Regions from separate parts of the Mus musculus genome. Here regions 1, 2, 3, 4 and 6 are each linked to region 5. A link is a contact called in public HiChIP or PLAC-seq and promoter capture Hi-C data. All regions are on one chromosome and are shown on one strand. The core of a region is the stretch at or near the end of the contact, and the rest is flanking DNA. Distances in the headings are between cores, read along the strand shown.

Evidence for each region. Promoter capture Hi-C pulls out the DNA fragments that hold promoters and counts their contacts. HiChIP or PLAC-seq counts read pairs in DNA pulled down with a chosen protein or histone mark.
Region 1: an H3K4me3 HiChIP or PLAC-seq map of neural tube shows a contact between it and region 5, with 12 times the contacts expected there. The contact joins the enhancer-like site here to the promoter of Alg10b in region 5. A contact is called at or near these places in 15 of 39 promoter capture datasets (the 3T3-L1 cell line, 3T3-L1-derived adipocytes, the HPC-7 cell line and 10 more), 4 of 15 datasets of contacts at CTCF or cohesin (the NIH/3T3 cell line, hippocampal excitatory neurons, pro-B cells and 1 more), 40 of 484 Hi-C or Micro-C datasets (the AML12 cell line, the C2C12 cell line, the NIH/3T3 cell line and 27 more), 21 of 115 datasets of contacts at active chromatin or transcription factors (PVALB interneurons, astrocytes, bone marrow-derived macrophages and 14 more) and 1 of 9 other capture datasets (pancreatic islet).
Region 2: a contact with region 5 is called in an H3K4me3 HiChIP or PLAC-seq map of neural tube, with 7 times the contacts expected there. The contact joins the enhancer-like site here to the promoter of Alg10b in region 5. A contact is called at or near these places in 9 of 39 promoter capture datasets (3T3-L1-derived adipocytes, the SN4741 cell line, embryonic stem cells and 5 more), 1 of 15 datasets of contacts at CTCF or cohesin (the NIH/3T3 cell line), 13 of 484 Hi-C or Micro-C datasets (the AML12 cell line, LSK cells, cerebellum and 5 more), 18 of 115 datasets of contacts at active chromatin or transcription factors (the NIH/3T3 cell line, cardiomyocytes, embryonic basal ganglia and 12 more) and 1 of 9 other capture datasets (embryonic stem cells).
Region 3: a promoter capture Hi-C map of stem cell-derived epiblast-like cells shows a contact between it and region 5, with 5 times the contacts expected there. The contact joins the enhancer-like site here to the promoter of Alg10b in region 5. A contact is called at or near these places in 5 of 39 promoter capture datasets (embryonic stem cells, hippocampal neurons and stem cell-derived epiblast-like cells) and 8 of 115 datasets of contacts at active chromatin or transcription factors (astrocytes, embryonic forebrain, embryonic stem cells and 3 more).
Region 4: an H3K27ac HiChIP or PLAC-seq map of stem cell-derived neural progenitor cells shows a contact between it and region 5, with 10 times the contacts expected there. The contact joins the promoter of Rabl2 here to the promoter of Alg10b in region 5. A contact is called at or near these places in 25 of 39 promoter capture datasets (the 3T3-L1 cell line, 3T3-L1-derived adipocytes, the C10 cell line and 17 more), 3 of 15 datasets of contacts at CTCF or cohesin (the NIH/3T3 cell line, large pre-B cells and stem cell-derived epiblast-like cells), 9 of 484 Hi-C or Micro-C datasets (B cells, LSK cells, Th17 cells and 3 more), 31 of 115 datasets of contacts at active chromatin or transcription factors (DN3 thymocytes, the NIH/3T3 cell line, VIP interneurons and 18 more) and 3 of 9 other capture datasets (embryonic stem cells, macrophages and pancreatic islet).
Region 6: a contact with region 5 is called in a promoter capture Hi-C map of the SN4741 cell line, with 10 times the contacts expected there. The contact joins the enhancer-like site here to the promoter of Alg10b in region 5. A contact is called at or near these places in 15 of 39 promoter capture datasets (the 3T3-L1 cell line, 3T3-L1-derived adipocytes, the SN4741 cell line and 8 more), 2 of 15 datasets of contacts at CTCF or cohesin (hippocampal excitatory neurons and pro-B cells), 72 of 484 Hi-C or Micro-C datasets (the 3T3-L1 cell line, the AML12 cell line, the C2C12 cell line and 41 more), 18 of 115 datasets of contacts at active chromatin or transcription factors (PVALB interneurons, SST interneurons, astrocytes and 12 more) and 3 of 9 other capture datasets (adipose tissue, embryonic stem cells and embryonic tail).

The regions. Positions count from the first base shown.
Region 1 is chr15:90,856,959-90,861,054 of GRCm38.p6, forward strand. No RefSeq gene overlaps it. Among named protein-coding and RNA genes, the nearest start is that of Gm36618, 57 kb to the right of the region's middle. Within about 2 kb of position 1,498, at least 1 of the 459 cell types and tissues checked has an H3K27ac peak or open chromatin away from gene starts, as enhancers often do.
Region 2 is chr15:90,826,261-90,830,193 of GRCm38.p6, forward strand. No RefSeq gene overlaps it. Among named protein-coding and RNA genes, the nearest start is that of Gm36618, 88 kb to the right of the region's middle. Within about 2 kb of position 1,776, at least 13 of the 459 cell types and tissues checked have an H3K27ac peak or open chromatin away from gene starts, as enhancers often do. A contact at or near this core is called in neural tube, where this site is marked.
Region 3 is chr15:89,546,455-89,550,689 of GRCm38.p6, forward strand. It overlaps Shank3 (SH3 and multiple ankyrin repeat domains 3), which reads left to right. Exons shown (of 22, transcript NM_021423.4): 21 at 1,172-3,428. Among named protein-coding and RNA genes, the nearest start is that of Gm36221, 20 kb to the right of the region's middle. Within about 2 kb of position 2,082, at least 46 of the 459 cell types and tissues checked have an H3K27ac peak or open chromatin away from gene starts, as enhancers often do. A contact at or near this core is called in forebrain and stem cell-derived epiblast-like cells, where this site is marked.
Region 4 is chr15:89,589,759-89,594,223 of GRCm38.p6, forward strand. Rabl2 (RAB, member RAS oncogene family-like 2) reads right to left here and starts at 2,165. Exons shown (of 9, transcript NM_026817.3): 1 at 2,062-2,165; 2 at 515-668. The coding sequence starts at 621.
Region 5 is chr15:90,222,846-90,226,812 of GRCm38.p6, forward strand. It overlaps Alg10b (asparagine-linked glycosylation 10B (alpha-1,2-glucosyltransferase)), which reads left to right and starts at 1,466. Exons shown (of 3, transcript NM_001033441.3): 1 at 1,466-1,763; 2 at 2,812-3,009. The coding sequence starts at 1,593. It overlaps Mir7648 (microRNA 7648), which reads left to right and starts at 1,515; the gene lies at 1,515-1,567.
Region 6 is chr15:90,933,922-90,937,848 of GRCm38.p6, forward strand. It overlaps Kif21a (kinesin family member 21A), which reads right to left. Exons shown (of 37, transcript NM_001109040.2): 35 at 3,240-3,410; 36 at 1,714-1,913; 37 at 1-622. The coding sequence ends at 529. Among named protein-coding and RNA genes, the nearest start is that of Gm36618, 20 kb to the left of the region's middle. Within about 2 kb of position 1,835, at least 6 of the 459 cell types and tissues checked have an H3K27ac peak or open chromatin away from gene starts, as enhancers often do. A contact at or near this core is called in the SN4741 cell line, neural progenitor cells and neural stem cells, where this site is marked.

The sequences.
Region 1 (4,096 bases), core at 248-2,747, 630 kb after region 5:
GAGGCCTTCCTGCCAGTCAGTATTGTGAGGAACTGGGAGTTGGACAGAGCCCTACCAGGCAGAAAGACAGTGAGTGCAAAAGTAACTTTTATTCTCCTGCAGTAATTGTCATCTTGGCGCCTTACTGCCTCAGTCTGCTAACCTAGGCCGAGTCCTGGAAGCTCCTAGCCTCCATACAATCTGACCTAGGCCCAGAGTGTTTTCAGCCTCTGAGACTTACTACTGAGTAAGCTCACCCTTTCTAGTTCTTTCTGAGCTATGACTGGTTCGTTCAACTTGGGTGTTCTGGCTCAAACTCCTCTCCAAGCTGATTTATTAAATCTGCCTTTTCTCTCTTTTGGCCTCTCTTGAATGATTCTGCTTGACCTCATACTAACTTTGGCAGTGTGTGCTAAGCTTCTGGCTCCTTGACATTCTTTCTTTACCTGTGTCTAGCTTGTTGTCTTTTCAACCTGTCCCTGTAAAACTCCTCCAGTGAAACTGTCTCCTCCTCCCTCTCTGTGCTGCTCCGCTCTCCCTCTCAACTCTCCTGTGCTGCTCCCCACAAGCTCTCCTGTATTCCTGTACTGTGCTCTCTTCCTCCTGTACTGTCTGTCTCTCCCTTCAGTAGCTTCCCTTTCCTCTCTCTTCTCCTGAGAGTTGGACATATCCTATTCTGTCAAATCTTTCTCTGATTCATCACTTTGTCTGTCATTCAATTAGACATCACTTTCAAACATGACTGCTTCTTTCTACAAATTAGCTAAATCTTCATTGTTCAGAATGAAAGGCGAGTACTATGGACATGTCTATTTCAGACAAAAAGATTAAAGGTGTGTGCTAAGGGCTGAGCCACGCCTAACTAGAAACAGGTTCAAATATCCTGTAACAAGACAGAGGCCACTGATAAATGAGGAAGATGGCCAACTTCTAGCTTCTTTGGACTCCTTTTGACTAGACACTGAAGCCCGGCAAGCATTTATTTCCATCAGCATGGAGGAGAACACTTCCAACTGACCAATCAGGCTGGTCAGATATGTTTGAGGCCAGTCCTACACATGTTGTTGAGGCCTGCTAGGCTAGCATAGCTGTAGTCGTTTTGTTTCATGCCTGACACAGAAAATAGTTTGACTCAGAGTAGAGTCTAGTTTTCCACATATCCTGTTATGTGGTTGGTTATTCTTAAGAAATTCCACAACCACAGGCTCCACTTAGGACCAATCAAATTGAAGGTCAATTTGAAGAGTTATATCTAAACTGTCAAATAGCTTGAGTAAGAGAAAACCAACCTACAGCCCTTTCTACACCTGCATATGAGCTCTTTGTGGGTTTTGCCTTTATAAACTTGCCCAGGGAAACATTCAGATTGCAGTCTTAGCTCTTACGCCTATGCTGTGTCCCTGATCAATCAGTTCTGTGGTGTGCACTCAATAGATTCTTTGTTGTTAACTGATATGGCAGTTCAAGTGATCCGTGCTGTGATTCCTTGACCATAACACACTGACCAATCTGAAATGAGGGGAAAGGGAGCCATGTGGACCACCCAAAACACTTAAAACCCCAGCCTTCTAGGGAGAGCGTTCTCCATGTTGTGAGGAGCCTCTCTTTCCCCCATGCCTTGTGTGTTTATGTGTGTGCACCTCTCTGTCTCTGTCTCTGTCTCTGTCTCTGTCTCTGTCTCTGTCTTTCTCTCCTCTCTCTTTGACTTTCTCATCTCTCTGTCTCTCTCTCTTTGTCTGTGTGTGTGTGTGTGTGATTGTTTCTTAACTTTTACAAAGTTTAATAAAACAGACTATTCCTACCTGACATACCTAAGAGATTTCCTGCCTTTTAATTCTGTAATTAGGGGAAGAAAAACATCAAGACCCCATATGGTAACTATTTAGGAACCTGTCTAAGGTTTGTCTGAGCTTTACTAACTCATTAAGGTCAGGATAAACAGAGGCAAGCCATAAAAGGATAGCAGGGTGAGTGTGCCCACTGAGATGATACTGTCCCTATCTCATCCTGGAATGGCAGCCACTTCCCAGAAATATTAGTGTGGTAAAGGTCCCAGGCTTGTTATTTTCTTTCTTTAACAAAAGATGTTCCCCTTAGAAACCTCTCTAATTCTAATGGCTATATATCATAGGACAAACATTATTTAAGTTCTTAGGGGACTGAGATTGATGGCTTTTTAAGAGTTAATATGAGCAGCTGGCTCAAGGGAGACTTTATAAACATTGCTTCTGCTGAGATTGAATTTCTCACTTTAATCATCGTCTTCCTTCATTAGTGGCAGTATTTCTTCAGGGTCTTCTTATCTTTCCTCTATTTGCCCATCTCACTGTGCCTGTTTGAATCAAAATCAAAAAGAACTATTAACAAGTAGTTAAGAATGTACAAACATTCTTTAATAAAGTTAAACCACATGGTGACCAAAGACTTATGCCTAGAGACTGAAACTGTCTAACTGGACTAAGGCTCTGTACCATGAGGGGAAAAGAAAGAGGCTCCTCTCCTTCATAAAATGAGAGAGAGGGAGCAGTGCTGGGCCACATTCCCTAATTCTCTACACTTGTCTGCTTTTGTTCCTGCCCTGTCAAGTAGTGAACATGCTTGGTCCTCTTTGCACCTTTTAGTGAGAGTGCCGTGGATGGAATGGAAGAAAAAATTCTAATGGAGTTTTTGTCTCACAATGCTATATCTGGGCTCTTTTTACCTTATAAGGTTTAAAAAAAAAAGATATCTTATAGTTTCTGATTTTTTCTTTTATGGTTTTCTGTGCATGCAAATGTGTGTGTATCCCTGTGCTCTGTGCTCATATCTGTTTCTTGTGCTTTTCTCTGGCTCTTTTTCGAGTGGTTGTTATTTGTTTTGTCATAGTCTGGTTTCCTTGCATTTGATCATTGGTATTTTTTAGATGCCTATATGTCTTTCAATGAGAGAGAGAAAGAAAGGCTATGGATTTGGGTAAGTGGAGAGGTGACAGTGACCTGGGCAGACATGTGGGAGGTGAAACCTTAATAAAAAAATATATTGTATGAAAAAATATTTTCAAAACAAAATTTCTAAATTCAAAATCTAATACTTCTATCTCAAACCTCTATAGAGTTTTCAAAACCTCAATGGAGTTTTCAAAAGAACCCCATTCTTAGTACCAGTTAAAAGAACATACTTAAAAATATGTCTAAACAAGACTTATTTTAAAATGTTTGTTTTGTGGCTAAGCTTAGTCAAAGTATCACACAGTAGTTAAAAGTGCCAGACTAGTGTAACTGACCTTCTGTGTGTTCAATGACTATGCTTAGAGGCCTATATTAATACAGAGATGTTAAAAGGCCAATATTTTGCTTCTTACCCTCCAAGGTCAATCAGGTCACAGAGGACTGTGGGTCATCCTCAAGATGTTTTTGTCTCTAATGAGTCACTCATTCTCTTGTTCAAGAAGGACGTGGAGACTCCACCTAGTGAACTCTAACTGGTGCCCAGTCCCTAAAGAAGAGGATCACCACAGAAAACAAAATTTCATCATGCCTCCAAGAAACACCACAGTCAGGCAAGGTCTTGAACTTGCCCTCACACTAATGAATAACTGGTTAAAGGAACGCCAGAGTATCCCCAGGTTCCTCTCAACTCCAAGTAACCAGGTCCTAAAGTGGCTCTGTCAATAACAAAGAAAATTATTATTTTTTGCTATGTTTAAATGCCCAACAGAAAAGTAAAATGAGGATTTAAATTATTGATATATTTTTTAACCAGTCCAGGGAAGGGAACTCCTCTGACATTAAGCCTAACCATATGAGATGCTACCTTGTTAACTGTTTCTCACTAATTTATTTTTTTCTTGATCAGTAAGAATAATGCTACACAGATATAGGACAGCACAACCTCAATTCGATTTAACATTATAGTGTTTGTGTGTATACAAGCAGACCTACCAACCTAAAATGCTGAGGCCACATCGAAGCATGCTTTTATAAAGTATGGAAATACTCTCTTTATGAGTAAGATTGTGTCTCACGGGTGTAATGTATCCTTCTGTATCCTAACCATCAATGTCCTATGATTAAAGGAGACTGCCAGATACCTTGATGTCAAACTCATGAGAATGGAAGCAATTATTCAGGATACCTGA
Region 2 (3,933 bases), core at 526-3,025, 600 kb after region 5:
ATGTGTCCTTCTTACCAGTTGGGGCATCTTCTGGATATATGCCCAGGAGAGGTATTGCTGGATCCTCCGGTAGTACTATGTCCAGTTTTCTGAGGAACCGCCAGACTGATTTCCAGAGTGGTTGTACAAGCCTGCACTCCCACCAACAATGGAGGAGTGTTCCTCTTTCTCCACATCCACGCCAGCATCTGCTGTCACCTGAATTTTTTATCTTAGCCATTCTGACTGGTGTGAGGTGGAATCTCAGGGTTGTTTTGATTTGCATTTCCCTGATTATGAACTAACCAGTACCCCGGAGCTCTTGACTCTAGCTGCATATATATCAAAAGATGGCCTAGTCGGCCATCACTGGAAAGAGAGGCCCATTGGACTTGCAAACTTTATATGCCCCAGTACAGGGGAACACCAGGGCCAAAAAGGGGGAGTGGGTGGGCAGGGGAGTGGGGGTGGGTGGATATGGGGGACTTTTGGTATAGCATTGGAAATGTAAATGAGTTAAATACCTAATAAAAAATGGAAAAAAAAAAAAGAAATTAAAAGAGCAACACTGAAAAAAAAAAAAAAAAAGAAAAGAAAAAAGAAATCAGGCACTTACACGACCAGCCGGAGGGGCCCAACAGGAGAATACTCATCACTAGTTACCCAGAGGCAACACATTCCCACTGTTGCTTCTTGTCGCCGCATGCGCCATATCTCTGCTAACCGGCCCATTTCCTCCTCACCACCCCCTTCTTTTTCTTTCGACACCCAGAGGCAGCCTCTGTATCTCCTGTTCCTGTCCCTGTCCCTGAATAAACCTACCTGAGACCTGTCACAAAATTGTAACTTTATGGATCCTGCCGTATAGATCCAACACCATACACTACAACTGTTCCCTTCGCAGCCTCAGATCCAACACCGCACACTACAACTGTTCCCTTCGCAGCCTCAGTGGGGCACTTGCTTCTCTCAGTTATTCTACTCCTGAGAGTTTAAAAAAACAAATGAAATCCTCAAATATACAAATATAGAGCAGCTATAGTTGATGGGTGAGATGAAGGGCCATTACTCTCCCTTTAAAATCACCTTTCTACACTTTCAGGCAATATAGGAAAAGTGCGTGTGTGTGTGTGTGTGTGTGTGTGTGTGTTATATAAAAATCAGACTGTGAAACACATGACAAGTTTGCAAACTGAGATGTAGCCCTGAAAAATCATATTTTTGATATGCTAATTAACACAAAAGTCTGATTTTTTTTTATAAGAAACGACAAGAAGGAATGTTTTGCAGTGGGAAATTTGCTTTTGCTTTGGGTTTCCTGCACCACCTTTGGGTAGAAATAGAATCAGTAAAATTGTCAGCCTACATAAGCCTCAATCAAGGGCAGAAAGGACTTGATAAAAAGCTTTTCTGTTTCAAAGGCCTTTGTGCAGAAGCTTTGAAGGGAAATACCTGTAGAAGACGTACTCATTACTCCAGACGAAAGTTTCAGTTTAAAAAAAAAAAAAAAAGGGTAAGCTGTTGCCTAGCCTGATTTAAATCCTAACAGTTGTACAGTGCCTTATTAAAAAGAAAAAAAAAAAAGGGAGCTGCCATTATCGGCTTGATTAATTAAGTACTTAATTAAATTAAGTGAGAACTTGATGCTCCAGGGAACTTATTCAGTGAACTTTCTAGCTTGCCTCAGCCCTTGTTAGCAAATCACAACTGTGACAATTCACATACACACGAGAGCGTCAAACTTGCCAGTGCTTAATGAAGTGGAAAAGTTAAACAATGACTTGAAGAGACCTCGTTCCAACAGAAGACTTGGTTTGGTAAGTGAAGTAATGAGGACAGCAGACAGTCAGATTCCTGGGGTTAACATAGTTCTGCCTCTGCAGCTCATGGGACTTGATGCTAATGGCAGGTAATAAATAACAAGGCAGTGTTTTCTTCTCCCTGCAATGCCTGTGACAAATCCTACTACAAAGTCTCTAGTGAAGTTGCTTCCTTAAAATGTTCTTTACAAATCTAAGATGCTATTCATTTCAAACCAAAGTACATTGCTAAATTTTGCTATTTACGTATATGTATGAAGAAACATAGAGTATACAAAATATTATCAGGGAAAGCAGAATCATCCAAGAGGGCAAAGGTCTATACTCCCTTTTCAAAATGTTGTTTATGCATGAATCTTTATTCTTCCATATGAGCTCCAATAGCCCTATGAAAAATCTGATTGTATTTAACACAGAGGTTGATTTGGAAGGGAATAGCATTTTATAATATTCAGTACTCCCATTTAATACCTCTCCATTCATTCATATCATCATCTGTATCCTGGGTTGGAATTTTAATCTATCCACCAACAATTGTGTATCCTTCATTATACTACTGTCAGAATGTATTGTGACTACTTCTATTATAGTTGCAAAATTAAATTTCATGTCTTGTCTTTAATTTTTCATGACATTTATTTATTTATTTTTATTTTCAGAGGAGGCATTCAATTACCATAATATACATATGGGTGTTAGAGGACAACCTGCAGGAATTTGTTCTCTCCTTCCACCATGTGATACCTGGGGACCGAACTCAGGTTGGTAGCAAGTGCCTTTATCCATGAAAGCATCTCACTGGACTATTTTTAGAACACATTTCAAGTAGTTTGTAGCATTTCAACTACAAAACATGCTTGTTCTAAAATATCAAACATCAAGTTGCCTATTAGAGCGACCTTTTTCTTCTAGCATATCTGAAGAAAGAATAAGACATTTCCTCTGATGTGTACATACGGGTAGTGTAGAAAATATCAATCTGCAAAATGCATGAAACTCAAGAAGAAAGAAGACCAAAATGTGGACACTTTGCCCCTTCTTAGAATTGGGAACAAAACACCCATGGAAGGAGTTACAGAGACAAAGTTTGGAGCTGAGATGAAAGGATGGACCATCTAGAGACTGCCATACCTGGGGATCCATCCCATAATCAGCCTCCAAACGCTGACACCATTGCATACACTAGCAAGATTTTGCTGAAAGGACCCAGATATAGCTGTCTCTTGTGAGGCTATGCCAGGGCCTAGCAAACACAGAAGTGGATGCTCACAGTCAGCTATTGGATGAACACAGGGCCCCAAATGGAGGGGCTAGAGAAAGTACCCAGGGAGCTAAAGGGATCCGCAACCCTATAAGTGGAACAACAATATGAACTAACCAGTCCCCCCCGCCCCCCAGAGCTCATGTTTCTAGCTGCATATGTATCAGAAGATGGCCTAGTTGGCCATCATTGAAAAGAGAAGCCCCTTGGTCTTGCAAACTTTATATGCCTCAGTACAGGTGAACGCCAGGGTCAAGAAGTGGGAGAGGGGGGAAGAGGGGGGGGGGAGAGGGTATGGGGGACTTTTGGGATAGCATTGGAAATGTAAATGAAGAAAATACCTAATTTAGAAGAAAAAAAAAAAGAAAGATCCTCAAAAAAATATATCATCTGAAAGCAAACCAAATGAATCATTTTAATTCTTTATCGCCTTTTAAACACCTGTGTCTCAGAAGTGGAAATTTCTGGTTATGTCAGATGATATAGACTCACGTGATGTTTTGCTAACATGAACTCATGTGGTGTTTTGCTGAGGCAAGACCCATGAGAGGACATGTGATGTTTGGAGAGAGCAATGCTTTTTTGTCCAGCATCTTGGCCTTTACTGATCTGCAGTTTGTTGAGAGAGGCACAGCAGAGAACTTTTCCTAGCCTTCTGGTTGGTCCTGATGGCTCTTGCTAACTAGTGCCCACTTGGCAGAGGCCTGGCAGTTTCTACTGGACTGTGCCACTGCTGCTGATTCATATTTGCTATCCTGACACTACTGAACTGGACTGCTGGTATCCTGACAAGTGGCAACTGGAATCGTCTCAGGGAACTACTTCTACTACTTCTAAACAAGTCCATATCCCCTTGTCCTATTTACCAGCTTT
Region 3 (4,235 bases), core at 832-3,331, 680 kb before region 5:
ACTGTAAATAGCCCTGTGATGGGGGCACATAAGGTCCTGTGATGAAACTGACTCCTAAAGGCGACTTGCATGAAGCTGGGATTCAAGCTCAAGTTTGCAACATACCTAGCCTTGTTAGTCCTGAGGCGACAGAGCCAGAGGCGTAACGAGTCTCCACCACGCCTGCCTTCTACTCATTAGGATGGGCCACTTGGCTTTTTCAAGCCTCGCAGTGTAGGACTCTGCACCCGTGTCTGCATCCTGTCTGAAAAGACACAGGGAGGTTCTGTAGGGAACTAGTGACATCTCTAGACAAGAGGATGGGTTTCCTTTTCAGGGAAGTGTAGCTAATGAGAACATGCTTATATCCTGGCCTGGGGTTACATTAGAGAGTAGGGATGGACCTGGAACATGCCAGTTTTGTTACCCATCCATTCTTCCTTCCATCTTCCGGCCCAGGCTCTCTAACTTGTAGCCTCTGCCTAGGGTACCAACTTACTAGTTTCCTGCAGGCCCATTCCCGAAAGTCTCTCCAAGGAACCAATGAGGCTGCTTTCCCAGCCCCTACCCTGGTTGGCTGTTGGTGTCAGTTCTTGCAGATGCACGGGTGCACTCTCCTGTGTCCCCTCATTGATGTTGATGTTTTCCTTTTGATATGTGGAGGGGGGGTCCTCCTTTCTGACCACCTTTCTTCCCGTCTCTGGTTACCATCCAGGTTTCCGATGACTCTGGCTTGTCCAACACTTTGTTTCTGAGTTGCTTCGCTTATCCTTGATGGGGAACCTCCTGAGCAGCCCGTAGGTCCTCTCTGACAGTTTTAGGGGGCTGCCTGTACTCTTCTGGTGTCTTCTCATGGCCTGCTCCGTGCCCACAGGGGTTGGAGAGAGATCTTGGCTTCAGTTCAGGCAGTCAGAGTTTGGGTCCTGTTCCAGATCCTCTGTAGGAGTGGGCCTCTACACTGTGGGTGGGGTCCCTCCTAAACCCTCCATCAGAGCTCTCCCTACCTGCAACAGGACATGGCATGGAGTGTGGGTGTCCTGCTCAGAGCTCTTGCTGTTTCCCTTTCGCCTTTCCTTGGTGGGGCTGTGGCCATTATGGGGTGGAGGATAGGACTAGCCAGTGGCGCTGGGTCCAGAGAAGCCATTCAATGGCCAGCATCCTTGCCAGACTTACCTGGCTCCTCCGTCTCCAGGGGAGGATGAGAAGCTGGCATCCCTACTGGAAGGGCGCTTCCCACGCAGCACGTCAATGCAGGACACAGTGCGTGAAGGTCGAGGCATTCCACCCCCGCCGCAGACCGCCCCGCCACCCCCACCCGCGCCCTACTACTTCGACTCCGGGCCACCCCCCACCTTCTCACCGCCGCCACCACCGGGCCGGGCCTATGACACTGTGCGCTCCAGCTTCAAACCAGGCCTGGAGGCTCGTCTGGGTGCGGGGGCCGCCGGCCTGTATGATCCGAGCACGCCTCTGGGCCCGCTGCCCTACCCTGAGCGTCAGAAGCGTGCGCGCTCCATGATCATACTGCAGGACTCTGCGCCAGAAGTGGGTGATGTCCCCCGGCCTGCGCCTGCCGCCACACCGCCTGAGCGCCCCAAGCGCCGGCCTCGGCCGTCAGGCCCTGATAGTCCCTATGCCAACCTGGGCGCCTTCAGTGCCAGCCTCTTCGCTCCGTCGAAACCACAGCGCCGCAAGAGCCCGCTGGTGAAGCAGCTTCAGGTGGAGGACGCTCAGGAGCGCGCGGCCCTGGCCGTGGGTAGCCCGGGACCAGTGGGCGGAAGCTTTGCACGAGAACCCTCTCCGACGCACCGCGGGCCCCGGCCAGGCAGCCTTGACTACAGCTCTGGAGAAGGCCTAGGCCTTACCTTCGGCGGCCCTAGCCCTGGCCCAGTCAAGGAGCGGCGCCTGGAGGAGCGACGCCGTTCCACTGTGTTCCTCTCTGTGGGTGCCATCGAGGGCAGCCCTCCCAGCGCGGATCTGCCATCCCTACAACCCTCCCGCTCCATTGATGAGCGCCTCCTGGGGACAGGCGCCACCACTGGCCGCGATTTGCTACTCCCCTCCCCTGTCTCTGCTCTGAAGCCATTGGTCGGTGGTCCCAGCCTTGGGCCCTCAGGCTCCACCTTCATCCACCCTCTCACTGGCAAACCCTTGGATCCTAGCTCACCCTTAGCTCTTGCTCTGGCTGCCCGGGAGCGGGCTCTGGCCTCGCAAACACCTTCCCGGTCCCCCACACCTGTGCACAGCCCCGATGCTGACCGCCCTGGACCCCTCTTTGTGGATGTGCAAACCCGAGACTCTGAGAGAGGACCGTTGGCTTCCCCAGCCTTCTCCCCTCGGAGTCCAGCGTGGATTCCAGTGCCTGCTCGGAGAGAGGCAGAGAAGCCCCCTCGGGAAGAGCGGAAGTCACCAGAGGACAAGAAGTCCATGATCCTCAGCGTCTTGGACACGTCCTTGCAACGGCCAGCTGGCCTCATTGTTGTGCATGCCACCAGCAATGGGCAGGAGCCCAGCAGGCTGGGGGCTGAAGAGGAGCGCCCCGGTACTCCGGAGCTGGCCCCAGCCCCCATGCAGGCAGCAGCTGTGGCAGAGCCCATGCCAAGCCCCCGGGCCCAGCCCCCTGGCAGCATCCCAGCAGATCCCGGGCCAGGTCAAGGCAGCTCAGAGGAGGAGCCAGAGCTGGTATTCGCTGTGAACCTGCCACCTGCTCAGCTGTCCTCCAGCGATGAGGAGACCAGAGAGGAGCTGGCCCGCATAGGGCTAGTGCCACCCCCTGAAGAGTTTGCCAATGGGATCCTGCTGACCACCCCGCCCCCAGGGCCGGGCCCCTTGCCCACCACGGTACCCAGCCCGGCCTCAGGGAAGCCCAGCAGCGAGCTGCCCCCTGCCCCTGAGTCTGCAGCTGACTCTGGAGTAGAGGAGGCTGACACTCGAAGCTCCAGTGACCCCCACCTGGAGACCACAAGCACCATTTCCACAGTGTCCAGCATGTCCACCCTGAGCTCGGAGAGTGGGGAACTCACGGACACCCACACCTCCTTTGCCGATGGACACACTTTTCTACTCGAGAAGCCACCAGTGCCTCCCAAGCCCAAGCTCAAGTCCCCGCTGGGGAAGGGGCCGGTGACCTTCAGGGACCCGCTGCTGAAGCAATCCTCGGACAGTGAGCTCATGGCCCAGCAGCACCATGCTGCCTCTACTGGGTTGGCTTCTGCTGCTGGGCCCGCCCGCCCTCGCTACCTCTTCCAGAGAAGGTCCAAGCTGTGGGGGGACCCCGTGGAGAGTCGGGGGCTCCCTGGGCCTGAAGATGACAAACCAACTGTGATCAGTGAGCTCAGCTCCCGTCTGCAGCAGCTGAATAAAGACACACGCTCCTTGGGGGAGGAACCAGTTGGTGGCCTGGGCAGCCTGCTGGACCCTGCTAAGAAGTCACCCATTGCAGCAGCTCGGTGAGCAGGGTGATGTGGGGAGGGGCCTGTCCCCCTGTCTTCTATTCCTTTTGTTCATTACAGGCTTCCTGCTGTCCTTCCTCATTCTGTCCCATCTCTCATCTGTCCATGGCATGGGTTCTCCCTGTCCACCTTTTTATCTTTGGTTTTGCTTTGCAGTCTGAGATAGATGGCTCTTTTAGTACAGCTGCTCTGTGGACACCTGGTGCAGGCAGTGGTGGGCCTGGGTACCTGTGAGACCCAGGGATGTTGTGAGACCTCCCAGGACCTGCTGGAGGCGGTGCTGCGGGCTTGCAACTTTGTATTCCAGCTTCTAACTCCAGCTGCTTTTGCCTTACCTGAGAATCTTTTCACCTTGTACTCTGGAGCCGCTGCTCTGTCTTGGCAGCTGTCTGACCCTGAGTCTACTGCCCCGTGGCTCCATTTTGGTTCTCTTTCTGATAGTATGGCTGCCCCATATGGCTGGTGTCCTGGAGCACCCCCCTCCCTTGATTCTTTTTCAGGAACCAGAGTACATTGGTTCCTTTCCTTAAGGGACTTGATACAAATTTCTTACCTTCTGCCCTAGAAACTTTTTTTTTCCGTGTTGTGGCACCTCCTAGGGCCCTTCAACACAGAATCCTGGATTTGCGTTATAAAGCTTCATCAAGAAGAGCTGGAAATCACACCGTCTCTCTCACCTACTTTTTCCTTCTTGTCATGTTTGCCCCATCCCCACGCCCGCGGTGATGGAGAAGTGGGAGGTGACGGAGGAGGTCTGGGTGCTACTAAGGTTGTTAGACTTTGTAGGCAGAAGGTGGCAGAGCC
Region 4 (4,465 bases), core at 915-3,414, 630 kb before region 5:
GAGTGCAGATCTCCAGGTGGGGAGTTCTATACCTGCACAGGCAGGCTCTGTGCAGAATAATCCAGTCATTTACACCATTGCAGTCAGTTATCGTTCAACCTCGGGGTGGGGGTGGGGGGTGTCTCTCCAAGGAAGCATCTTTCCTGCCTTTATTCTACCTGTCCTGTTCCTTTCCCCATCCCCACTGCCCTGTTCCAGTAACCCCCCAACCTCACAGAGGCAGTAATATCGCAGTTGCCACCCCTCTACTATACCAGTAATTTCCAGGGCAATCCACCCAACAGCTCTTGTGAGGACTCAGAAGGCTCCCTGATTTCTGTCCCTTCGACTCTCTCTCATTTCCTCCTGAACACAGTTACTGACATTTCTGCCCATGCACACCTGGTCTCCCATCATGGTGCCCCCCTCACCAGCTCACAGAAACCACATACACTCTCTCCATCTCTGGAGGACCTTTCTCATCCACCCAGGGCCGCTCTGGGGTCGTTTGCTCTTCCCTGATTTTCTGACGTACTTGGACTTGCCCACCGCACTGTCCCCCAGGCAGATGATCTTCACGTTCTCATGGGTGTCGTACTTCTCCTGCTCCAGCTCACAGTGCCTGTTTCTGTCCCCTGCCATCGGCTCTTGTTGGCAGACGACTGCCAGCCCCGGGGTCTCGTCACCGTCTGGGAAAGCCGACAAGAGTTCGCCGTTAAGAGGTGAGAACTCCCCTCAACTAAATCTAGTTTCTTCTTCTTCCTGAGCAGCTGATGAGAGAGAACCCACATCCTGACAACTTGGCCACCATGCGCTGAGCCTGGGAGCTCTATCTCTGTCTCTGGAGTCTCCTGACATTTCTCATTGCAGAGGTGTCTGGGTCACACCTCTCTCCCTACCTTCTGTACTAGATTTACAAGTTCAGCATATATACATTTTCTATATACATATTTTTACTTGTAAAAACACAAGCAACAAACATCAACAGAGTGCCCAAGTCACATGGAAATCTGATATTTCGCAAAAACAGGCAGACATTAACTGTACAATCTATGATGCCTGACCCATTCATGACCACTTTCCTTCTCTGTCCCATTGCTGCCATCAGCATCACAGTCCCTTCACCTTGGTAATTCCTCAAAACTTTTATTTATTTATTTTTATTTTGCGGGTGTCCTTTTTAAACCTCTAGTGGCTTTCAGCCTTCCTAATGCTGCAACTAGTGGCTCATGTGGTGGTGACTCCCTCAACCATAATATTATTCCAGTTGCTACTTCATAACTGTAGTGATGAAAATATCTGTATTTTTCTGATGGTTTTAGGTGTGCCCTGTAAAGAGTGGATCATTAGACTCCCAAAAGGGTCACACAAGTTGAGAACTACTGCTCTGTAATTTTACCCAATTCCTAAATGTAGATGATACAAACAATACCATGTCAAGACTTTGTCCTGCACTGCCTAAACTCAGATATTTAACTGCTCATCAGTTTTGTAAACAGGAGACTAGGGCATATAGGAACGTTACACGTTAAACATAAACAGTAAACTAGTTCTATGCACACTTCTCATATTTCCACAAGTATAAGACGTGACTACTATCCAGTGTCAACACCAGTGCGTAACATCATCTCTAGCCCGGTCCACTCGTTTCATATTCAAATCCGATTCGACAAACACTGCTTCGAATGTACGAATGTACAATAATCCAGATTCTTCGCCAGCTGGACGCACGGCATTCACACTACAGCCTGACTGGGAGTGGTCCGTTCGAAAGCCAAACCCCGACTATCGACTCACAATGGAAGCCCTCAGTGACTGTCAGTGTCTTCGCGATTTACGAGGGCTTTCTTTCGTGGGACAAACGTTTTTTAGGCGCCCACCAGGCCTAACCCCTCATCTCCTTATAAAGGACCCGCGATCTGCGGTCGGCTCTCGGCTGGGTCTCCGCCTTCCCTCCGCCCCACCTCTCGGGCGGGTTCCCCAGGCACTTTCGGCTTCGCGGAGGCTTAGAGGGACCCGGAACACCGCAGATGCGCTCGCCCACCACAGCCCCTGGGCCGCCAAGGCAGCCAGCCGCCTTACCCGTTTACAGATGACTGCAGTCCCGCAGCAGCTCGGCCGCGTCTCTGCCGCTGCTACGCGACCGCACCAGGACCCCGAGCTGGGCTGTCCGGCAATGGCCCGAAGGACCTCAGCGAGGCGCGGGCTGGCTAGCGCAGTGCCTGTCTGTCTGGCACCTTCCAGGATGCGCATCTGTTCTACTGACCCGGGGATGACAGAGCGGATGCTCTGGCATACTGGTCTGCGGTGGGAGTGGGAACCGCAGGTTGGAGAGGCATATGGCCAGCAACAGGTTGCTGCAGTATGTGATGCCTTGTTTCTCGACACACCCCCCCTTAATTTATTTATTCACTTTCCATACCGGTAGCTGCCTCTCCCACCCGACTCCCCCTCACACAGTCCCTTCCCCCATCTCTTCCTTTTCTCAGAGAGTAGAGCCCCTGCACCCCTTCCCCGACCTTGGGTGTTCTCTCACCTTGGCACACTAAGTCTCTGCAGGGCTAGGTGCATCCTTTCCCACTGAGGCCAGATAAGGCAGCCCACCCAGCTAGAGGAATTCCACAGACGGGCAACAGCTTTAGGGGTAGCCCCCTCCCCACTCCAGTTGCTGGGGGACCCACATGAAGACTGAGCTTCACACCTACTGTGTGTGTGTGTGTGTGTGTGTGTGTGTTGTGTGTCCAACCGTGTATGCCCTTTGGTTGGCGGTTCAGTTTCTGAGAACCCTCAAGGGTCCAGGTTATTTGACTCTGTCAGTCTTCCTGTGGAGTTCATATACCCCCCCCCCCCGGGGGGGGGCCCTCAATCATTCCCCCAGCTCTTCCATAAGAGCCCCTGAGCTCTGACTTTCTTAATCTCTCTCTATATATGGAGGGGCAACTAGGGAAAAGCCCCCCTCCCCCCAGCCCTTGGGCTGGAGTAGTTTAGGGTAGGGGCAGGGGATGCTAGCCCTACCCTCTAACAGGTAGAGACTGGGCATGCTGGGAGAACCCAGGTCTGCATTGATATGTTAAATAGGCGCCTCAGTTAGCCAATTGCTTGAGACCTAATAGCAAAGATCAAAAATTATTTCACAATAAAAACTGTAATGTATCCGTGGTGTCTCTTGGGAGCCTTCGCTTTATGGACTCTTGGGGATTTACCTCAGCTTTACAACATGCTCCTGCTGCAGTGCCATAGAGAGTCTAGAACACTGCCTGAAATATTCTAGGTTCAAAGCTATTGTGCTCAGTGATGGATGAGTTCCAACACTGTGTGTGTGTGTGTGTGTGTGTGTGTGTGTGTGTGTGTGTTGGAGGTGGGAGTTCCTCACCTCAGGCTTCATGGATGTTGTTGTTGTTATTATTATTATTATTGTATATTCTCCTACCAGCATTTCAAACAGTATTTATCTAATTAGTATATCTTTGGATTATATCATGTTAAAATACTTGGTTTTTAGAAATTGGTGTTTTGAGTTGTTGAGTTTTGTTTTTCTTAAAAAAAAAAAAGGACTAAATAAATTTTGGCTTGGGATGAGGACAAAATTTCCAACAAGTTTTGAGATCACTCCAAACACACATCTGCTGCTTTGTGCGGTAGCAGCATTCTCAGCACTAATAATATCTAAACTATGAAATCAGCTATGAAAGGGGCTAAAGAGATGGCTCAGCGGTTAAGAGCACTGACTACTCTTCCAGAGGTCCTGATTTCAATTCTCAGCAACTACACAGTGGCTCACAACCATCTGTAATGGAATCTGATGCCCTCTTCTGGTGTGTCTGAAGACAGTGTACTCATATACATAAAATAAATAAATAAATCTTAAAAAAAAGAAATCAGCTATGAAAAATGTAGTATCAAATGTTTAGCCAAGATTTAATATTTTATTAAATAAAGCAATCCAGATATTGCTTTTGTCTTAAATAAATGGTAAAATTATATGCATATCAATGAATTATTGTAAAATAAAATAAAATTCCATATAGTTTATCATGGGTAAATGTTTGAGTTGTTTACCTATATTATATACCTATACATCTGTGTTTACCTAAAATTTACGGGGTGAAAGGGGCCATGAGCAGAAAGAATTTAAGAAGCTTTGGCCTAGATGACCTCATCTGAGCAGAAACTAGGAGAGGAATCCCATCCTGCCCCCAGTGCAGTTATGAGTTTACCTGGCAGAGGTTTGTGAGTAGCCCTTATGCTATGTATTCCCTAAGACCCACTGCGACTGAGTCCTCCTAGAGTAACTGATAGGGTTGTAAGATTGCTGTCAAGTCCTGGAGAAGGTTGGAGGACTGGATCACATGCAGCAGGGCAGGGCAGACAGCATACATGGACACTTGGGCCAGAAAGCCTTCGTGATAAACGGCTTGAGAGAAAGAGGGAGACTAGTTTCAAATGAGTCAGAAGAAGCACCCAGCCACCCAGTGGCTACACACAC
Region 5 (3,967 bases), core at 216-2,715:
AAAAAAGCTTAAATTAATAGAAAAGGTACCTGGCAGTTCTGAAACCTTACATTTTTAAATTTTGAAACGTTTCAGTTAACTAAGGAGAGTAGGGAGCACATATAAAAGGAGTTGGATGTCCAACCAAGTTCTTAGTGGCAATTATTCTGACGAGAATGTCTAGCATAGGAAGGCAGCCTTGTGCTCTTCCCTTTATCCATCATATCTAGCAAGGGCCAGAAGCTTCTATGGTATGCACTGGCCATGATTGAGCAAGCCCACTGGGCCTGAGGTCAATTGTAGACTAAATTATCTGGGAATGGTCTCAAATTGGTAAGTGTAACGTGTTCTCTGTAATCAAAGAGGATGTAAAGGGTGGAGGGAGTTAAGAAACGTCATCATGAATCCTAACGTAATTTAATTCTGGTTATTTCTAATAGTCGAGGAGAACTAGTAGAATACCCAGTTTCTTTTGATTCCAAGGTTGACAATTTAAAAGCAATCTCAGCTGCTATATGATGTGCTGCTGGCAAAATCAACCCGAATTTTCCAGAAGCTTTTCCTACAAAGCATCACCAACCATGCTGAAAACATACTTTGTCTTCAGCTTTCTTCAAATATCTTCCACCGTCAGTCTCAATTCCAATCTCACAATAAAGGGGTTATCTGAAGTCTCCGTAGCCCTCAACTTCATACATGTGAGCACTTTTTGAGACTACACACATAAATACTCCATCGCACCACACATTAAGATGCATAAGGGAAACGTACTCCAACAGAGACAGATATTAATGACTATTTATTACCTATTTTTAAGGACGACATTTACAGTGTCCCAGGCTGATCTAGAACTGGGAACAATCCTCCTGCCTCAGCCTCTCAAATGGGGCCAGTACAAGTGTGAGCCACCACTCACGGCAATAGCAACTAAAATTATATTCACGGAGGAGTGTTCCTCACCTACAAATGCCCCAACTCCTCACCAGGCACCAGGAAAATATTGCCCTGTAAACGAATAGATTCTTCAAAAGGGAAAGTCGCCCTGAAGCGAAGGGCTGGTTGTATGTTTCCATCTAAAAAGCATCAACCTTCATTATCAGCCAGAGACGATGAGAGGAAAAGCATTGTAATGATGGTTTTAGCGTCTCATCTCACTGGCAATGGAGAACAGGGATAACCGCAAACGAATGCAGTTTGGGAGCTTGGAGGTTAGAAAGCTGGGACCACTCATCGCCTTCTGGAGAGCAACAGACAACACAAGACACCCTTCTTTTCCAGAGCCTAGCGGCGGCGGCAGCATCACCTACAACAGCTCCCGCGCCCGAGCCCAGACCCGCCCCTCCCTCAGCCTCTGGCCACTCTGAGAGCTGCGAGCAGTGATTGACAGAGAAACCGTCCCGTCGTTGCATAAATGCTCCACTCCGGAACCGGTGACCCCCCCCCCCCCCACGCTTCCGTCCGACGCTCTCCCAGCATCCATTGCGTTGCGTCCTGTTCCCTGCTGTCCCTCGTCCCGCAGCGCTGGGCCTCTGAGCCCGCGTTCCGGGCTCGGCGCTCCGGGCTGCCCAGGGCTGGGCCCGGGACGCGGCTGCCCGCCCGCCCGCCCGCCCGCCATGGCGCAGCTGGAGGGCTATTACTTCTCGGCCGCCTTGAGCTGCACCTTCCTGGTGTCCTGCCTGCTCTTCTCCGCCTTCAGCCGCGCTCTGCGGGAGCCGTACATGGACGAGATCTTCCACCTGCCGCAGGCGCAGCGGTACTGCGAGGGCCGCTTCTCCCTGTCGCAGGTTGGTCTCTGCTGGCCCTGCCCCCGGGACGGATCCTCCCAACCTGTGCCTTTCCTCTCCCCGTCAGCCCTCCCAGACTTAAACCGTGAAGGGAGCTGCCTAGTGACTGTACCTAGCCTCGAGATTATGGCATATTTGTTAGGTGAATGCATAAAGATGATAGCTCCTCTTGGCAGTTGACCGATTTGTCTAACTAAGCCCTAGCACTAGAGACATGCAGGTGCTCCCTTGAACATGCATTAAAAACTACCTAAAGCTTAACCTATGAGGTTTTCCACCCGGTATTTTGAACGCGGAGTGGAGGATCTTAGGGCCCCCCAAAAGTTGATAGTTTTATTCTAACTTCATTCTTGGTCGTAGAAACTTACTGTTGTCTGGATTAAATTGGCAACTAGTCAGATTGCATCATTTAAAAAAATACATATCTGACTACAGAAATATGCACAGTGCAAAGAATCTTAAGATCCACCAGAGTTCTCATTATTGTTTGCCTGGTAGTTTGTAAAATTGGGACCTGGACAATTTAGTCGCAGAATATGCATTTTCTAAAGAGCAAGCCTTAGGAAGTAGAAATGAATAACTTACTGTCTGTTGGTTGTTGTCACCTTAATAATGGCAGACAGATTTGAGACAGGGAGCAAAACGTTCTTAAAATGGGGCTGGGGTGGTAGCTCAGTGGTTGAGAGCTCTTGCTGTTGTCCTGGAGAAGGCTACCAGACTTCTTTCTACCACAGTGAGCTGCTCACAACCATCTGTGACTCTAGGTCCAGAGGATCCAGTGCCACCTTCTGGCTTCCTCGGGTACCTGCATGCAGATGTTGCAAATAAGTATACTCAGGTGCATGGCACACACACTACATCTTAAAAATAAAACTTAAGAGATGTCTAGTCTGCCAGGATTTATTAATTATGTCATAGACGATCCTCTCCAAGTTCTTCATTATTAGGACAAATGAAACTTGATTATTTATTTATTTATCTTTTTTTGGCATTTTATATCAATGGGATAACTCTTGCTGTGCTTGACTGGTGGTCTTTTCTTTCTAAGTGGGATCCTATGATCACTACATTACCTGGCCTGTATCTGGTGTCGGTCGGTGTGGTCAAACCTGCCAGCTGGCTCCTTGGATGGTCTGAGCATGTGATCTGCTCCATTGGGGTGCTCAGATTTGTCAATCTTCTCTTCAGCGTTGGCAACTTCTACTTGCTGTATTTGCTCTTCAGGAAGGTGCAACCCAGAAACAAGGTATGTGCAGGATACAGTTACAACAAGTTTCCGTGCACTAAAGTCCACAGTGAGGAATTGGCTTTATAAGTTACGGAAGAAAATGTCTACCAGTTAGAGTGTTGGTGTCTGTTTTTCAAACCTAAGTGGAAATTCTCTACTCATGTTTAGAAGATACTTGCATTTAAATTCTGGAATAACTGTATTTGAAAATCTAAAGTAGATGTTTGTTAGTGAACAAAACCAGTTTAATAGTTCCATGTTTTCTTTGGGAACTTAGGTCTTCTTTTGTGGAAATGAGTTTAAGTTGAGGAGTTTTGGTGTGATTTCATAATTCAAGTCTTGGAAGTAGATTGCCTGGGTTTAAATTTAATCCTGGCCACAGCTTCTATTAACTTGAGCAGATTTACCTCCTTTGTGATTTTAATAATAATAAATTTGTCTCATTGAATTTGTATTAAGAGTAAAGGAACTTAATAAATGGAAGGTGCTTAGGCTAGTACCTACTGCAAGACTTCAATAAATGTCAGCTATGGCAACAATGTTTATAAGGTCTTATGAATTATGAAGAGGAGGTAGGTATAAAGTACTGTGAGGATTCACCCGATACATGACAGGAGCAGAGAAATACTGTCTCAGCCTGATGGAGTGATGGGAGATAGGAAGGCACAAGGGTTTCGGGAGCAACAAGAAGCAATGTATATGCTAAGTTTATAAGCTGTTGTGGAGCGCCACTTTTGTGTGGTTGATTGATTGATTGAGACAGGGTCTCACTATATAACGCTGGTTGACCTCAAACTCTGTGTACAGTTTTGGTTGGCTAGAACTCACAGAGATCCAGCTGTCTGTGCTTTCCAAGTGCTGAGATTAAAGGCATGCATCACCACACCTGGCCTGAGGAGGACTTTAATCAAAGAGATTCCATACACTTAACTAAAATTGTTAGAAAAGGAAAAAGAAGACATTTGAGTTCAGAGTA
Region 6 (3,927 bases), core at 585-3,084, 710 kb after region 5:
TAGTAGACCACATCGATTATGAAAAATCACCAATAATTCATCTTGTTATTCCATCACACTGAACAAGCTTTGAAACTTAGAACCCCTTATACACGGACAAAATTCCTGATTTTTTTTTTTTGACTACAATTTGAGTTAACAATTCCAATATACGCTTAAATGTGTAAGTTATGACCACATTATTTGAACGAGTTAACAGGTAGGCGTGTTTTATTCTGGGTATGCTCCTGTCACAAAAGCTATTTATAACTCAAATAATTCGAAGTGTCTTTTTTATAACTAGGCACAAAAAATTCAGCCACAGTAAAAGTGTGATTCAAGCAATATATCGATTTTAGGAAGTCTATGTGTTGGTAGATATTAATATTTCATATACAAGCAGAACAATTTTATTAGGATACACATTATCTAGCCATGGATTGAGATATGTTTCCAGTTGATTCCACTAGTAATAAGTGCGGGACATCGTTTTTAATAAAGAACACGGAGCGTCGTCACAGTGTCGGCTTCTGCTTCTGCCCAGCCATGTTAATTACTGGCAATATCCTCCCCCAGATCGCCGGTGTCAGAGAGTTGACCATCTTGCAAGTTGTGGGCCTTCCAGATTCTCACGGTTCGATCACTACAAAACAAAATTAAAATGGACATATGAACGGAGGCAGAAATGCCAAGAAATAGATCTCAGAAGTACTCAGGGAAACTTTTTTAAAGAGGTCTTTAATGAATGCAAGTAAAAAGCAAACATTGATAGAATGCTTCCCGCCTACAACTTTCTACACCACGTGGCACAGACAGACGCCGCCCACTCCAAATCACGTGATCTGTGACCCCGCCCCTGCTCTGATGTCACTGGTGCATTTTTTCACCTATTTTCTTCCACTTCTGGCTAGAAGAGAAGGTAGAGTTTGTGTCCGCCCTGCTCTCTGCTCCCTTCCTCACAGTCTAGTCTAAGACCCAGCACACAGGAGATTCATTGTGATTAATCAGACAAGCAAGAACTGAATTCGTCAATCCAGCTATTCAGAGGAGACAGCAAACAGATGTTACCACCATATTCTTACATATTAAATGGAGAAAGAAGCACAAAGATTGTTAAAAATAATTTGTTCTAAATATAAATAATAGCAAATAGGTTGCTTTTCTGAAGACAAAAAAAATCAAAATTAGTCATTAATGAATCCTTTTTTTCTTTTTTTAACTTTAATTTTTTTTAACTTATTCACTTTATATCCCACTCATTGGCCACCTCCCAGTCACCCCCTCCCACAATCCTTCCCCATTTTCCCCCTCCCCTTCTCTTCTGAGCAGGTGGGGCCCACCCTAAGTCACCAAAAAAAGATCTGACAGTAGACCCGGTAATATGTACTAATACTGAAACAGCCTAACATTCTGGTCAGCCCAGTCTCAAGGCTCATCGTAGAGATTCAAAATCATAATTTAGGATCCAGGCGTGATGGCACACCACGACAATCCCATCTCTTGGGTAGCTAAAACAGAAGGACTATGAGTTCTAAGCCACCCTGGACTTGAACAACAAGATCATATCAAAAATAAATAGAAAAAGATAAATCAGTCACCAGTCACCAGTTGCCAGGATGCCTGCACTGAGAGAGGGATCTGTTGTGCTCAGTGCTGGTGAGTACTTATGGCCTGCAGTATTGAAGTCTGAGTACTAGCAACCCACCCAGAGCAGACCCACAGGAGGACACTTACTCAGCAGCAGTAAAGACATGGGTGGAGTTAACACAAATGGCATTGATGGGACTGTCATGACCTCTCATCTCTCCAACGGGCACAAAAGTGTCCACATTCCAGAGTTTCAGAATGCCGCCTCTGCAGCCACTCAGCAAAACCGGATGGCCTGGCACCAGGCCCAGGGCACACACCCAGTCTTTGTGTGCATTTGGGACTTGCTGAAGAGAAGAGAGAAAGCAGAACTGAAGAGGAACTTCAGAAACCAACGTTGGTTATGGCGTTTTTAGTGGTAAAACTCAGTATGAGGAATACAGAACGTCCTTAAAGTTATCCAAGTCCATTTCTATACATTCAATGCTATAAGCAATAAATCTACAAGTTGCTTGGTTAGGAATCTATTGAATCTAAAAGACTCAGATAACACAGGAAATTTTTCTCCTCTTTTCTACCCAAAACACACATAATAAAACAAGTTTGTAAACTACAAACTGGTATATGGATTAAAAGAACCACGTCATGAAATCACTCCGACGCTTTGCTGAATATGGAAGCCTAAGGAAAATGGGAATTTAACTATATATGTCATGATGAGCAGAAAAAAAATTATTAGGTAATATTATGACTAGATTTTGTGTGTAAACATTTATATTCACAATATAAAATCGCAATCATGAATAAATGAATATATGTCTATGAAAGCATCCTAACATGGTGTATACACCTGTTGCCCAGTGTTTTCTATTAATATTCATGCTACGGGTTCATTCTGTCTTCAGGTTGAGAACAACTAAAGGGGTAGCACTTGTAATCCCTCCAAATATATCCATGGAGCAACAGACAGATGCAAAGAATTATAAACAACTTTCCCTGTTCACTAACTTTTGTCCCTTTGGAGCACGTACTGAAAGACAACCGTCAGTTTACTGATACAGCGCAGCCCCGCTGTTGTGTACGGAAGCACTGCCCTGTGGGCTTGAGAAAATGCTCCCACAACTGAGGAGGCTCCACTGCAGATAACGGTTGCACTGCTTGGGAGATAGGTACGTTTAAAAACAATGAACAGCTACAACTGTCCCACCTCAGGGTGGCTGTATTTAATAAACAGATCTCCACAGAAGTTCTGCTTCATCCTAACAAGTATCAGTAGAATGCTTACCTTCCCCCAGTTAAAACTCTGAGGAGAACGAATGTAAAATACATTTGATATTGAAAGTTGAGGCTCCACAGCTTCCATTCCAAACGCCTAGTCTATAACCCTATAGAAGACCACTCCGTTGTTTAGACTTTGGGTCTACTCAAATTTGGTGTATGATGTTTAAATTTATTTGCAAGTTATTTTTATAATAAAGATTATAAGATTATTTTTTAAAATTAAAAATAATCTTTAAGAGAATTCTCAGATTAAACAATGATAATCTAAATAGAACCCCCCCCCACACACACACACCATCACCATCACCATCACCACCAACAACAACCTACTGGACAGACTCCTGTGTGGTGTCAAAATATTCACTTCACACATAGTGGAGTTTCTGAATTACCTGAAGAAGACCTTTCTGAGCTAAGTCCCATTTCTTGATTCCATTATCTCTGGACCCACTGAATAGGTTATCGCCTTGAATGGCCAGTGCTTCTATCCCATCATAATGAGGAGGCTCGAAGTTGTGGGTGGGACTTACAGTTCCAAGAGCCCCTTCAGTCACATCGAACATCTACAGGAGAGAACCAGAAAGGAGTCATCCCATTCGGTTTTTAGGTAAATGCCTCCAATTGCTTATTTCCAACCACACAGATGTGCACTGAAAGGATCTGCTAACTGGAGGACTCTGTGGAATACCCCTCAGCCCTGTTTCACAGACCTTGTTTGCATATCACATCTTCTGTAAACTTCAAGAAAAGCAATTAGATTTTTTTTCATGTCTGAATAAACAAATGAGACACTCAAAACTGAATGCATGGATGCGTTTGAGATGGAAATCAACAAATCACGATATTCAGTTAGAATTACTAGGTTGTCAATTCCAGATTCCTTCTCCGTCTTCCCAAAGCTACCCTCCAAACCTTTTCACTTTTGCACGGCTGAAAAAGACAACCAATGATTGAATTCTATCAAAATTGGTCAATGTGGACAGGATAGAGCACAGTGGGTTCAGCTCTTGACTAGACTGCATGAAGCCCACTGTCAGTCTCTAGAATGGAATAAAATCGGGTGTAATGACTAATCTCGGT